Linked DNA regions of Mus musculus: region 1 is linked to region 2. The links are chromatin contacts, called in public ChIA-PET maps. All regions are on one chromosome and are shown on one strand. Each heading gives the region's core, a stretch centred on a gene start, on an enhancer-like site or on the middle of the called end of the contact. The rest is flanking DNA. Distances are from core to core; before and after follow the strand shown. Region 1 overlaps Faf1 (Fas-associated factor 1). Region 2 holds the start of Rnf11 (ring finger protein 11).

The links. ChIA-PET counts read pairs in DNA pulled down with a chosen protein or histone mark.
Region 1: an RNA polymerase II ChIA-PET map of effector CD8 T cells shows a contact between it and region 2, with 14 read pairs. The contact joins the enhancer-like site here to the promoter of Rnf11 in region 2. A contact is called at or near these places in 3 of 39 promoter capture datasets (the C10 cell line, pre-B cells and stem cell-derived epiblast-like cells), 5 of 115 datasets of contacts at active chromatin or transcription factors (the NIH/3T3 cell line, bone marrow-derived macrophages, effector CD8 T cells and 2 more) and 2 of 9 other capture datasets (adipose tissue and liver).

What each region holds. Positions count from the first base shown.
Region 1 is chr4:109,759,494-109,762,193 of GRCm38.p6, reverse strand. The region is part of intron 7 of Faf1 (Fas-associated factor 1); the gene reads right to left. Among named protein-coding and RNA genes, the nearest start is that of Faf1, 84 kb to the right of the region's middle. Within about 2 kb of position 1,428, at least 53 of the 459 cell types and tissues checked have an H3K27ac peak or open chromatin away from gene starts, as enhancers often do. A contact at or near this core is called in bone marrow-derived macrophages, effector CD8 T cells, liver and 2 more, where this site is marked.
Region 2 is chr4:109,475,110-109,477,809 of GRCm38.p6, reverse strand. It overlaps Rnf11 (ring finger protein 11), which reads left to right and starts at 1,305. Exons shown (of 3, transcript NM_013876.3): 1 at 1,305-1,700. The coding sequence starts at 1,578.

The DNA of each region.
Region 1 (2,700 bases), core at 179-2,678, 280 kb before region 2:
AAGTTTTAAAAAAATGATATATGCTAATTAAAACTGCTCATTCTAATTGAGTTAATATATGCCATTTATCTTGCAGCAAGAACAAACCACTTAAACTTTTAATTAAGTAAGCACACAACTTAATTTACCCTCTTGCATATGAACATTCTCAGCTACCTCACTCTTTCTTCAATTCTTTGCCAGTAGCTCCCCACCCCATAGTGGAAAACAAACAACCCCCTCACCCATCCCCCCCCCCAGAAAAGGCACCTAATACTTCAAAACATTTAAAGAAAGGACACAACAGTTAAGTTATAATCTATTTGCTAATAGAAAGTGCTCGCTAATATAACTTGTGAAGAACTACAAATTTCAAAACAGTTACTGGCCACAAGCCTTAGCTTACAGTCCAAAGCACACATTAGTTAAGATGAGAAAGCACCAAGAACAGACCAAACACACACAAAAATAGCACAAGGTTTAAATTTCAGAATCAAAATTAACATCCTAATTTTGCAATTATTTTTAAGAATTGGTATGATTTCCTTAGACACCAATTCTAGCACAATTGGTCTCCCACTTAATCATCAGTTTGTCTATATAACATGGCACTAGTAGTGAAATGTGCTACTTGCTCCCTGTACGATATGGCTTCATGGGCTGTCAATTTTCCCCATTCATTCCCATTAAGAACTAAATCAACATTAATAAGAATAGTGAGAATTCTAGGGTAAAGTGAAACTTAGAAGAGGATTTAAATAATTCCAATAGCTATTCATTGCACTTCTCACTGTAATAGATAAGTAATACTCCATGATTCTGCACTAAAAATACTTAAGATTTCTTATCTTTGTTTTTCAGATCAGGTGTATGCTTCTTAAGTTTATATGACATCTACAAAAACGTAGAAATTTGCCTAACAGAAGCTTTTGCAATAATAAGGCAGACAACAAAGAATCAGTTTCCAAGAAAAGTTGGCTTGATTTCAGGGACTTTATATCCTTTTCCACACCTGGGCTAAGGATTTGCAGAGGCAAATCAGCCTTTCTTCCCTTGTGTTAGCCCACCCCAAGTGCATTTGAAACCACAGATTTTTAAATTATTAGAATCTTTACAATTAATTGTTTAAAACCTGTGAACTCTCAAGAGTAGAAAACTGATTAAAATAAGATAGGCTTGTTTAAATTTTGAAGGAATTTGAGTATTTTAAAGTGTGATTAATACTAATTTAGAGTGCAAATTGGTAGAAAGTTGGGGTTGTCATAATGTTATTACAATATTACTCGATAATTTTCTGATGTATAGTGTTATCGTGAAAGAATAAGGATTTTACTTCTTATAACTACTTGCAACTATCTCCATTTTAACCATCTCTAGAGGTTACTGACTCTCCTCACATAGAATATGTAAGTTGAAAAATCTGTAGCGAGCTTAAAACAAGAATGAAATCAAAACCAAAACCTAGTACCCAAAGGGAAACAGTCCCTTGTTGTAAAGCAGCAGGCTCAGAGCCGGATGAGCCAACACTTGCAGGAACACCAGCCTCACCACTAATTTCCTGACCACATGCTACTGAAAATATATTTGAAATTCTAACTATATCTTAGCAGTAGTCTAGAAATCAGTACTTTCAAAGGTTTATTTTGTTCAATTAATAGTTACAAGCGGTGCTAATTTCAGTCTTACTCACTTCATAGTTATCTGAGTAAAAAATACTGTAAAAGCTTTTAAAAATTCAAGACTTTCAAAGCATTAAGAATGTTTTACCTAGAAAATGAAAATAATTTATGCATTATTTATTGATGAGATGTTTTTAATCTACTCCTTTAAGCTGTGTGTGTGTGTGTGTGTGTGTGTGTGTGTGTGTGTGTGTGTCTGTGTGTCTGTGTGTTAGTGACTACAATTTATTTTGGGGCTTACTACTGAAAGAAGATTGCTAAAACTGATGATGGATAAATTTACAATTTAGAATCTAGAACATCAATAAGCTTCCACATTAAAAACAAAAATACTAGTATTAACACAGAACTACAAATTGTTTCAAAATTGTACACTTCTCTTAGTGCAATTAAACTGACTTACAGTAGCTTAGCAAGAAAAAGGCACTGAGTTGCCAGGCTGTCCACAGGAGCACCTTTCCTTCCTGAAACCACCCTCTGCACTGGATCCCACTGGGCCAAGGAAAAGCCAGGGAACTATGCTCAGCCAGTCGCTCCACAGCCGTCATCAAAGTTACACAAGATAAATAAAGCAGTCCATGTGGAACTGTCTACTCACAGTACAACAATTTTCACTAGACACAATATTTTTTTCTTAATAACAAGAATTTAGAAACATTTTAAATTAATTTTTAAAATTAAACAGGAAAGAAAAGCTATTACCAAGAAATACACAGGAATATGTCATTTAAAAGACGCTCCTCAAGCACTTTCCACAAGATATTTAGAAATGATAAGGAACAGATTTCAATGTTTTGAAGTCCTTGACACTTAAAATATATTTGATAATCTAAATAATATACCAGAGAACAGTTTCTGCCAACTGTGGCACGCAATGGCACATTTACAGAATTTTAAATATTTCTTTTAATAATTGATGTAGTCATTTTGAATCATTCTGCATAGGATATCAGGTGTGAGCAGATTGCATTAACATTGCTTAAACATTTCAACTTGTCAGTATGGCCAACTCGATTTCGGAAATATTTGCAGTATTTTCCCA
Region 2 (2,700 bases), core at 56-2,555:
AAGGAAAGACTCTACTACCTTAGGCAACATGCCAGGCCTTACACAGGGAAGGGACAGAGAACTCAGCTTGATCAACCTGACAGAAAGGCCCTGACTGGGAACTCTGAGTAGGTGACTAACCCAGACTGGAGAAGCAGAAAAAGATTTTCAAGGGAAATGAAATGGAGTCCACGAAGGACTGGTGAGGATAATGATTAGCCCAGCGAGAGGTAAGAGGTCAGGAATACTGTCTGTCTGTGGAAATCTCAGCCAGCGAGAACAGTCTTTGAGAGGACTAGAAGCACTTTGGCCATTTTGGGATTTAGAATTTATAAAAGAGGGGCAGTATTTTGAATGAGATTAGAGATTTCTTCTTTCCGTTTTTTTTTTTTTTCCCGTTTCGTTTTGTTTTGTTTTTCGAGACAGGGTTTCTATGTGTATCCCTGGCTGTCCTGGAACTCACTCTGTAGACCAGGCTAGCCTCGAACTCAGAAATCTGCCTGCCTCTGCCTCCCAAGTGCTGGGATTAAAGGTGTGCGCCACTACTGCTCGGCAAGAGATTTCTTAAGATTATTCTGTGGGTAGTATTGGGAAGGCATATATATATATATGCCTTCCCAATACATATATATATATCCTCAATCATTCAAAGGGTATGGAGGTAGGGGACAATGATGAACACAGAGAGACTGAGAATCAACGGCAAATGTTAGTTTGAGAGGCTTGAATTAGGGAGGTGGGATTGGGAAGAAATGGGCAATCCGATAATCTCATGGCTGTGATGTTGGGAGGGTAGGGCGTGTTCATCACATGAGTTTGGACTTTATTCTTAAAGGATAAAGGAGAAGGAAGCTAAACACCTCAGCTATCTGCCTGGTCCATTCAGATCCGTGCTTACAGACATCAACCCGGCAGACAGCGTGAACAGTCTGAGGACACCGCGCAGGTAAGGTAAGGTAAGTCCGCAAGCTGGCTGCAGCCGGGACATACAGGGGGCGCCGGAGGCAGATGGTCGGGAGACCAACAGCCACACAGCCTGGACCTTAAACTCAGAGCCCAGCCACGCAGTCCAGGAGTCGGACGCGCGCGCCCGGGGCGGGGCCGGAGCACGCACGGCGGCATGACGTAGGCCTGGCCAGCCTCGTTCTGGCCACCGCCGCCGCGCCGAGGCGGAGTAGGATGAGGCCCCGGGCCGCGGCTCCAGCGTCGGCAGGGGCAACAGCAGCTGAGGCAGCAGCTGAGGCAACCGAGACGGCCGCGCCCCCCCCTCCTGACCTGGATTAGGCCCAGCAGCCCGTGGCCGCCGCCGCCCCGCGGGGGGCGGGGTGGGGAAGCGCTCAGTCTTCCCGCCCCCGCCCCCCTCAGGTTCCAGACGCGACCCCGGCGCAGCCCGCGGCCTAGCCTCGCGCCCCCTGTCCCGGGGGCTGGCATGAGCGGCCCCTCGGTGGCGCCGGGGCGCGGGGGAGCCGCCGCCTGAGCCCCGGGCCTGCCGCCTTGGACCCCGCGGCGCCGAGCGAGCTCACCGCCGAGCGTGCGAGAGACCGGGTCACAGCTTTCTTCCTCCCGCAGATCTCAAGCATACACCCCAGCCCCGGAAGATGGGGAACTGCCTCAAATCCCCGACTTCGGATGACATCTCCCTGCTTCACGAGTCTCAGTCCGACCGGGCTAGCTTTGGCGAGGGGACGGAGCCAGATCAGGAGCCGCCGCCGCCATATCAGGTAGGGAGGGTGTGTGTCGGCGTGCGAGAGGAGGCGGCTCGGGCCCTCTGCCCTTGGCCTCCACGGCCTAGACCGGGGGTGGGTGGGGGGGGGGTGGCGTTGACCCCTTCAGGGCTGGCCTTGAGGGTGTCTGCTGCCCGGTTCCCAAATGGAAAAGGGTCCTTCTGGGCATCCCCTTGGGCACGGGTTGAGGACGGTCTTCTGTCCTTGAGTTCAGGAATCGAGTGTGTGATCTTATCCCCTTCGGTGCCTAGTAGTTTAGCTTGTGGAGTTGAGGATGACATGGTTTTCCTGCCTTTATGTCTGAGTTGTGTGATTTCCTCATCAGACTGCCAAGAGGATTACGGGTTTTGCGTAGCTTGTCACCCCCTCCCCCCTTATATTTGTGTTTTCGTTTATGATCCTCCCCACTCTTTTGTTAATTGGCTCTGGTAGAATGTCTTTTTTACCATCTACTTGGGAGGTAGAATTCCAAGTGGCGATTTTGGCCTCAGCTTCATAAAGAGTTACTTGTTTATATATACATATGTGGTAATTTTAAGCTCCACCCCTGTGACACATCTTTTAAATAAGTTGGCTTAATTAAAATTTGATTATCTTGAACTTGAGAGACCTTTCAACCTGACTTGGGAAATGCCATCTGTTACTTAAAGTCCTCTTTATCAAAGACTCCTGAATGGGTCTTTCTAAATGATACATTGAGTAAACTTCTCAGGTGGGCTTTAATACAGTTCTTTAATATTTTCCTGAAGAGAGTTTAGTTTTCTAACTGTGCAGTCTCCTTTGATTTTATGTGGTGACATCATTATCTAGTGTAGTGTTTTCTCAATCCTGTGTAAACCAGTTTCTCATCACGTGGCAAAAAATTGATCATATGAGCTGATTTTCTGACCCCCTCATGTTAGTCAAGTCCCATCTTTACGATAGCCTGGCAAAAGCCTCTATTTTAACCAAACCAGGCTGTTGATAGTTTTGTCTTTGCTCCAGGTGATCTTTATGC